2 separate regions of the Mus musculus genome follow, and region 2 is linked to region 1. Evidence: chromatin contacts called from public Micro-C data. All regions are on one chromosome and are shown on one strand. Each heading gives the region's core, a stretch centred on a gene start, on an enhancer-like site or on the middle of the called end of the contact. The rest is flanking DNA. Distances are from core to core; before and after follow the strand shown. Region 1 overlaps 1700027J07Rik (RIKEN cDNA 1700027J07 gene). Region 2 holds the start of 4933404K13Rik (RIKEN cDNA 4933404K13 gene).

Evidence for each region. A called contact is a pair of places that touch in the nucleus more often than the background predicts.
Region 2: a contact with region 1 is called in a Micro-C map of the G1E-ER4 cell line, with 3 times the contacts expected there. The contact joins the promoter of 4933404K13Rik here to the enhancer-like site in region 1. A contact is called at or near these places in 3 of 39 promoter capture datasets (the C10 cell line, embryonic stem cells and neutrophils), 3 of 15 datasets of contacts at CTCF or cohesin (the NIH/3T3 cell line, large pre-B cells and pro-B cells), 12 of 484 Hi-C or Micro-C datasets (the 63-12 cell line, B cells, the C10 cell line and 9 more) and 1 of 115 datasets of contacts at active chromatin or transcription factors (the 230-238 cell line).

What each region holds. Positions count from the first base shown.
Region 1 is chr10:43,763,498-43,767,789 of GRCm38.p6, reverse strand. It overlaps 1700027J07Rik (RIKEN cDNA 1700027J07 gene), which reads right to left. Exons shown (of 4, transcript NR_040581.2): 2 at 4,105-4,292; 3 at 2,732-2,994; 4 at 1,954-2,063. Among named protein-coding and RNA genes, the nearest start is that of 1700027J07Rik, 19 kb to the right of the region's middle. Within about 2 kb of position 1,804, at least 38 of the 459 cell types and tissues checked have an H3K27ac peak or open chromatin away from gene starts, as enhancers often do. A contact at or near this core is called in B cells, the G1E-ER4 cell line, pre-B cells and 1 more, where this site is marked.
Region 2 is chr10:43,824,044-43,828,472 of GRCm38.p6, reverse strand. It overlaps 4933404K13Rik (RIKEN cDNA 4933404K13 gene), which reads right to left and starts at 2,566. Exons shown (of 3, transcript NR_131055.1): 1 at 2,487-2,566.

The DNA.
Region 1 (4,292 bases), core at 555-3,054:
GGGAAATGATATGGAAGAGGGTGGCTGTCTCTTGTGATATCAATCAGCAAAGACACAGACATTCTAGCTTTCTTTAATCTGATTTACCGTCCCCAGGGCCTTGTGAATTGCCGTACCTCTGCTGAGTTGAACAAAAGTTCAATGCTTGTTCAATGCCTTCGGATGGTGGGCTAGAAGGGGGGGGGGGCATGTCGAAGCATTTGAGAACCATTATTAAAAGTGGGTTTTGAAAAACTCTAAGCCTACAGATGAGTACAGTGCCATGGACCACCCCAGCTGGGTATGGGGGTCCCTGGAATGTGGGTTCTCGAGGCCAGGTAGGTAAGGAATCGGCAGTGACAAACAGAAACAAACACAGATGCAGTTTGAATCTGAGTGTATTTTGCAGCTCTCAAGCAGAGGATTTTATACATTAAAAAAAAAAACATTACATCTCTTAGAAACTATATCCAGTGAAACAATCACAAATACCAATAAAATTCATTTGACACAGTAAAGCAAAAAAATCATCCAAGCATTACAACTCTGAAACTATGTATTCAGTGAATCACAAACAAAACAGGTAACATCATTATTAATATAAGTCATCAAAATATAACAATTTTAAAAGGATGTATTCAATGGGGGCAATTGTCCAAGGCTAGTGGCATATTTACAGGAGCAGATTAATAAATCTTTATGGTCAGTGCTCTTAACTGCTGAGCTAACTCTCCAGCCCCATATAGTCAGTTATTATTTAACATCTAATGCCTGATTTTTTAAATAAATCTTCAATGCATAAATTTAAACTATTTTAATTCTTCCTAATTAAGGCTTTCTTTACCATACCAAAAACTCACCTCTGATGACACATGTGTAGCCATATGAAATTTTATTGTTGGGAAAGTTTTTATAATCATAGTTTTGTAAATGATTTAGAAAGTAAAGCGTTGGTTTCCCTGGGGATAAGGTCATGTTAGTGTCCCCATCTCTAGGGATGGTTTCTTACCCATTATTCTTGCTTAAGATCTTGGCCTAGGCTACCTGGAACATGAAAATAAGAAAAAGGAATATGAGAAAACAAAAGAAATCGATTGTCATAAGAACTATGGCTCAATAATTTTTCTCCAGTGAAGAGTTCCACAACCAGTTCCAGGAGACTCCCCCTTTTGAGGTCAGTCGCCTCAGTCTGTGGAACTTGTCACACAGATCCTACTGGAGGTGGTGTGGCAGTACAGAAATAGGCAGCTACTAGGGTTAACTAGTTCTTTCCTTCTGTCATGTAGCTATTCCTGACTGTCTGTCAGCCTCTCACCTGCCTCACAGGTTCCAAGCAAAACCAGCAAGTATGGCGATGTCCATCTGTGACAGGAAAAGGACAGTTTCTTAGGAGCAAGCGGCCCTGCTGAGAGTCTCGGTGAAGATCCTTTTCCTCCACAACCAATGGTCACTCCTACCAGTCGTGGGCAGTGGGTGGAGCCTCGGTGATTGACTGGCCTCATCCATTGGGCTTTACATTGAGCTGGGATCACATTACCCATGCCATGAGTAGAGGATCCCTTAGGGAGGCCACTAGCAGAGTCAGCTCCAGAAGGGCTGGAGGGAAGCCATTAGGATAAGCTTCATAAACAAGAATGCAAAATAGAATGTAAGAATAAACATGTGTAATGTGCTCTATTGGCCTCGGCTTGTCTTTATGTTGCAAAGCCAAAAACTTCACAGTATCTGGTGTCTGCAGGTCACCGTGAGATTAGCCTGGTCTAGAATTTAGAAGTGAAGCACACAGTTGTGTTGGGTGAAAGAGGAGAGACAGCTTATGAAGAGCCTTGCTGAGCAAAGCGGGGTTCCTCAAACTAAAGGAAACCTGGCTGCCTCTGTGGGTTCCTGATAGGGACGTGTGGAGGAAGAGCGGTATTGGGGAAAAGGCTTGGCCGAATTGATCCAGCAATGATAATAGTTCAGAAAGTTCAAATTCATGTAAATGCTCTTTATTTTGATGGCAAGCCTAAGGCACAGAACCTGGAGGGAAGCAGTTTTTTCTTTAAATCTGTATTAAGGAAGGCTGGCCTACCCAGGACTGAGACCTGCAATAGAGAATTAGCACATACATTCCAGATTATTCCAGCGGAACATAGAGTCTATTTGAACTTTGCTAAAGCAATGTGAAATATTTTTTTTCCTTTCTGGTGAGTCTGGGTTTCCAAAGGGCCAGGAAAAAAACAAATAATTTTCTCCACCCAGCACAAATAAGGTTCCCAATGCTCACTGTAGCTCACTTCAGGAAGTACGCCCTGGCCCTCCCTTTCCTCTTGCTTTTTAAACTGCTTTATCACAATCTGTCCCTGGCAGGACCTTTTGGCCTCCAGGCAACCCAGAGAACTGCTAAGCCCCATGGGAAGCACAGATGCCCTGGGCCTCTCTCAGTTCCTTCCTCTTCAGTCTTAGTTTATGGCCCATTAGCCCACTAGGATTCAATGTAGGGCTAAATTCCCCACATCCTGCCACCCTCTGGGATGGGTCTTCCAGGGCAGAAGCCTCATTTGAAAGCAATTGTACCAATTTTGTAGATGCAAAAACACATACATTAAGGATTTACCTAGACTGTATGGTGGCAAGTGGGTTGGGTGTGGGTTCACCAATAATTCAATTGCTGCATAAGATACAGAGCAGAGAGGCCAGGTATGGTGGGACCAGCCTGTTAATCCCAGAATTTTAGAGACTAAAACAAGATGATAACAAATTGGAGACCAACCTGGGGTAGATAGCAAGTTCCAGGTCAGCCTAGACTGCCTAGTGATACCACGTCCAAAGAAGCCAGAAGAACATAGCAGAAAGAGAAGCAATCTGGAGTTCTCACCAGCTGTTGGAAACACATATTCTTACAGTAATCCTCCAGTTTGCCTCTTCTGCCCTAGTGCCGTTGTGAGCTGTAGACAGCAATGGCTCCTTCTTGCTCCCATTGAGCTGGTAGGGGGTTCCAAGTCATCGGTGAGTCAGTCCCACTAGTGCAGAGGGCTGGAGTACAGATAAAGGAAGCATCAATGGTCCAGCCTGGGGAGTGAAGGGCACGGCTCACAAGCCCCTGCTCCCAGCTGAAGGGCTATGGGACAGTTGATAGCTTCTGAGAAGAACTCAGGTTTTTGTTTTGTTTTCTATGTGAAGGATGCTTTGCCTGCAGGTATGTCTGTGCACCAAGAGTGTGCATGGTTGCAAGAAGGCATAGCCAGAACCCCTGGAGCTGGAATTGCAGCTGTGAGCCACCATGTAGATGCTAGGACTCAAGCCTGAGTCCTCTTGAAGAGCAGCCAGTACTCTTAAGTTCAGAGCCATCTCTTAACCTTGAGTCAATACTTTTATTTTTAGAGAATTATTTATTTATTTTACATATACTCACCTTTTTACATATACTCACATCTATACAGTGTGAGTACACTGTAGCTGTCTTCAGACATGCCAGAAGAGGGCATCAGATCCCATTACACACAGTTGCAAGCCACCATGTGGTTGCTGGGAATTGAACTCAGGACCTCTGGAAGAGTAGTCAGTGCTCTTAACCACTGAGCCATCTCTCCAGCCCTGAGTCCACGCTGTTATTTTTAATATTGAAGTGTTTGTTTGTTTGTTTAATCTCCCATTGCACTCCATTTCCCAGCCCATGTCCTGGAATATGGCCCTTGACAGCCAATCCAAATGTGTCTTTTTGTCCCACACTCACCATTTCAAGACAGGTAAACCTCTCTGCCTCGGTTAAGAATTTCTCAAATTCTCATGGTACGCCAGCAATTCTAGCATTTTGGAGGCCAAGGCAGGAGAATCACCATAAGTTTAAGTCCAGTCTGGCTGATAGACAGAGCTCTAGGCCTACCAGAGCTACAAAAATTTGGTCTGAAAAAATAAGTTTCCCCAAAGGAACCACAAAATCTCTTCTTCCTATTGGCTCACAGTTTCCTGCTCCATAAATCATAATTAATCTCAGTTGATCTTCCAAGATCGCTGGTTTCATGGCCTTGAATTCAACCAATCAGAGATCAAAGATATTTAGACAAAAATGCTAAGTAATCTAAAGTATATGGGAGGCTGTGTATATGGAGTTCTGTGTGGCACCTCTGTGCAGTTAGTGAGTACCTAGGCACCTGGGCATCCAAGATCCCCCTCTCAGATGCAGGCTCCATCTGTACTCCTCTGGAGATGACGAGCTTCGATTCCATCCTCTTCAAAGGTTCCTTCATTGCCAACGACTGCGCTTCTGGCTCCATCTGTCCCACCAGACTGAGGCTAAAACTTCCCAAGTTGGCTCTGACCTGTATGCTGAG
Region 2 (4,429 bases), core at 1,317-3,816, 60 kb before region 1:
ACACACTTGTATGTCCCTACTTTCAGCCCTGAGCCAAACAAACCACTATCCTTTATAAGTAAATCGCTTTCACTTGAAAAAAAATATGGTAACAGAAAAGGAATGTACACACACACACACACACACACACACACACACACACACACACACACACATATCCAGAATCAACCAAATTCTCAGATTTCTTTGAAAAAAAATTCTTAATCTGTTTCCGTGGAAAAACAACCCCGGATAAGACAACATAGCCACATCGATGCTTTGAGAAACAGGACGGGCAAAAGTAGTGAGAAAAAAAAAAAAAAATACTGCCGATGAGCTCTGAAAAGAGCACCCACAGGAACAAACTTCCTGGTAGAGTCACACCTAGGGCCTTGTTATCTTCACTGTGGGCTAAAGAAAATCTCTATGTGAGCTCAACAAGCAAATTTGACACAGAATTGGAGAAGGATTATTCAAATTCCCCAGGATAAGGATTTTAGGGGTGCTTGGGTTCGAGGGTTCTACATTTCCTAATTTGGATCTTGGAATCTTATTGTTTAAGAAATGCCACCATTTGGATAAGGACTATCCCTCTCGCGTATCGAAGGCTTAACTCCTGGATGGTGACATTATAGAGTAGCCACTGCCTCACGAGGGGGTTAAAGCTATGAAGAAGCGGCTCAGTACAGGGTGGGCTCTTAGGAGGATGTAGTAGTTACTTTTCTGTTGCTGGGATAAAACCCTATGACCAAGGCGACTTATATAGAAGGAATTTATTTTGGCTCGTGGTTCCAGAGGGTCCACCGCGGTGGGGAAGAATGGCAGTGAGCAGCAGGCATGGCGGCAAGAGCTGGAAGCTGAGAGACCTCATCTACAGCAAGAATGAAACAGAACTTGAAGTGGGGCAAGTCTGTGAACACTCAAAGCCAACCTCCAGAGACCCGAGGCTTTGCCTCTGAAGCCACCTCAAACAGCGCCACCAGCTGGCGACGGAGCGTTACTGCCTGAGCCCTTTGGAGGAAGTGACCACTGGGAGGATGCTTTTTTTGAAGGGCACTTCTCTGTCACCCCGCTGGGGCCCAGATACTTGCAGAGAGCTATTCTGTTCCACCATGTGCTCCCACACTTTCTGTCACATGGCTTGTCTTACTAAAGCCCAGAATCCACCCAGCATCAGCCAAAATAAATATTTCCTCCTTTAAGTTTTCCCAGGGTTTTTTTTTTTTTTTTTTTTTTTTTTTTTTTTTTTTTGCTTTGTTTTATTTAATTTTTTTGTCACAGTGACAGGAAGCTAATTAACACAGGGTGTATACCATGATATGGTTGTTCTTTTGCAGTTCTGGCCATGAACCAACATGGTAGGTAAGTCTTAACACTGAGCTACATCCCCTAGCCAAGAACTATTTTAGAACCAAATAAAGCTGCAGGTGGTGTTTCTATTTAAATCGACAGCTAAGTACCCGTTTTCAGGCCTCCTCTGCTCACCTTGGTTGATCCCAGGAGGCCTTCTGACTTATCTCCGCGTTAGCCCATTTCACAGTGGATCCAGTGAACCGTGCTTCCTGCTCCTCTTGGTCAGCTCTAGTTCCTTCTTACGTTTTGGTATAAAGTTCTGAGTATTAAATATTCTGTCTTTGGGAGGGCTCGGGTGGGAGGCAGGGAAGCCTTTGAGTAGTGGGGCCTTCGATGAGGCTTTGGGCCCCTGGAAGTGCACCATTTAAGAGGATAAGTGAGCACTTAAGCCTGTCTTCCTTTCTTTTTGTCCCCTCACTGTGAATTGAACGGCTTCAGCATCTCCTCCTTCAGTGATCCTTCAGCCTTCCCACCTGAACATGGCTGAAATTTGTGAATCCACGAGCCAGCGAAACCTTTCCTCTTTATAAACTGATCACCTCTGGGGCTTGCTATAGTGGTTGAATGTTGAGTAACACAGCCCTCCTCTGGAGACTGATCCTGGGACTTCTTTCACCGGTAAAATACAGCGAAGTTCTTGAGAGTCTCAACACAGGCAAAAGATTCCCTGCTTTAGGGGTAGCTGGGCACACTCTAAAAAGATAAGCCACCATGACCATGAGAAGAGCAAGAGAAACTATAAGGACTGAGAGATCCCTGGCCCACTGCTTCCTGATATGTCCGTACTGTATATAAAGACACCATCTTGAGTGGCCCAGTCAGCTGCGGGAAATATTTAAAAGATGAACCCACAATGCTCTGCAGGGCCGGATCACGCTCCCGCGCTCCTGCCGGCTCGCCAACTCTGGCCAAGCAGGACCACACAGCTCCCTCCGGGCCATCTCTCCAGCGTCCCCAGTTCCTCTCACTACCACGCAATGCCCTACGCATCCCATGGTTGGTCATCTCAACACCTAATTATCCGGTAGAATCAAGACTCTCAAAGCTTAACCAAGCAGATTTATGTATCAATAGAATTACAATTTACAAGATGCCAATACAATAATTTCAGAGCCAATTGATAATGATAAAAGTCTTATTCCAATATTTCTAACCTTATGAAATCAAGGCTACTTGTGGCTGGAAAATAAAACTCGGGTATACGTCAGCAGCCATTTTGCTTCTCCTCCCCTCTGACAAACTCTGAGACTCTTAGCCCCGCCTCCCGTTCTCTGTCCAATCACAGGTCTCCCACTGCCCTAATGTGATTGGACAGGGAAAATCCTGAAACAAGCAAAGATTGGTCACACCTGCCAACCCATATTTTATGTGTTTAATCTTTTGACATTACAACACGGCATTTTCATCTACAAAGTTCATGCTAAAAAAAATCCTGCAATCGTGTTATGAACACATGCACACACACACATATGCCACATATACACACACATGCACACACGTGCGCGCACTCACACCACACATACACACGCACGCACGCACACACACAACACATACACACATGCACGCACACACACACACACACACCACACTCACACAGACACACACACTTTCAGCAAGTTTACAAGTTTCAATCAGACCACTTTCATCACACATACACACACACATACACCACATATACACACACATGCACACATGCATGTACACATTACACACCACACTCTCACATACATGCACACCAAACTTTCAGCAAGTTTACAAATTTTGATCAGACCACTCTCATAACTATGTTTGGCCCAGAGGCCGTGTCTGGACACACTTGTTTCTCAAATTATAGAATTATGAGTAAGTAAGTGATTATGGCCAAGGAAAACCAACACATCTTTCTCTACCAAGTCATTTCAGTTGCTTCCTTCCAGACTTAGGTCAAACCACCTTCTCGGACAACTTACCCAACAAACACCGTGAAAAATCACATTACCTTAGAATTTGATATGAAGTTTGGATTACACAAAGCCAGGCCTGTTCTTGTTCAGTTTTGTACGGTAAACTGGTTAATACTGACCACTGTAAAGTAAGCTCAGGGTTGGAGAGTAGTGTGCCCATTTTTTCAGATGAAAACACTGGGGCACAGTGACTAAGCAAAGGCAGCTGTGTAAAAGTACACTTCTGAAAGCTCTCCCTCTATTCCCTGACAGAACTGTGCTCTAAGCACTAAGTGGTTTTGGTTTTTTTTTTTTTTTTAAATGCAGATGTGGCAAAGAACATTGTACATGTATTTTAGGCAAGAAGGAAGGGGAACGATATTAAACTCAGACACAGTAACTACTGTATATGGTTAACAGGCACAGGACCAGTAAGGTCTTGTGGACATGGGCATGGTGATCAGGCTGAGTTTGTGACAGTGGACTTGTGGCGAGTTTGATTGAAGAATGGGTCTCCTCCCAGTGAGATGCTTCTGGGCTATTTGATTGATTTTTATCCCTTTTAATAATAATAATAATAATAATAATAATAATAATAATAATAATAATAATAATATCTGTCTAGGATCTCTTCCAACAAATCACATGTAGATGGCCAAAAGAGGCTGTCATAGAATAAAACATTTCAAAATATGTTTACTGGCTACTCAGAAAAACATGGGTTTCCTGGTAAATTTCATATTAGGAGAGCAATGAAAGACCTTTCCAGGAAGCATGAAGTTCTCAGGGGTAATTTAGTTATAAACATATTTCCTTAATGGGATACAATTTGATTTTCTCATTACCTTTCGACAAGAACAGTAAGACACTGGTGGTTTAGTCAGTGAGTCGTGAAGCTTTCTCAGATGTTCAGTCTTGTGGGGAACACAGCAGCTGCCACCATCCACCTTCATTTTGCTGATGGGACCCAGAGGGCATAGAGACTGTCTGAGATCACGTCAGCAGCAGGAAGCTGGCTTGGTCTCCAGGTGCCTCGATCAGGCTTATGTGTTTGCATACATTGATACTTTTTGTGGCTCATGTAGATGTCTAGCAGAATTCTTTCTTGCTCTGTGTCACAGACTGCCAAGGGCCCAGTGTTTTGGAAAGCGTGGTCCTTGCTATTAGTGCTCATT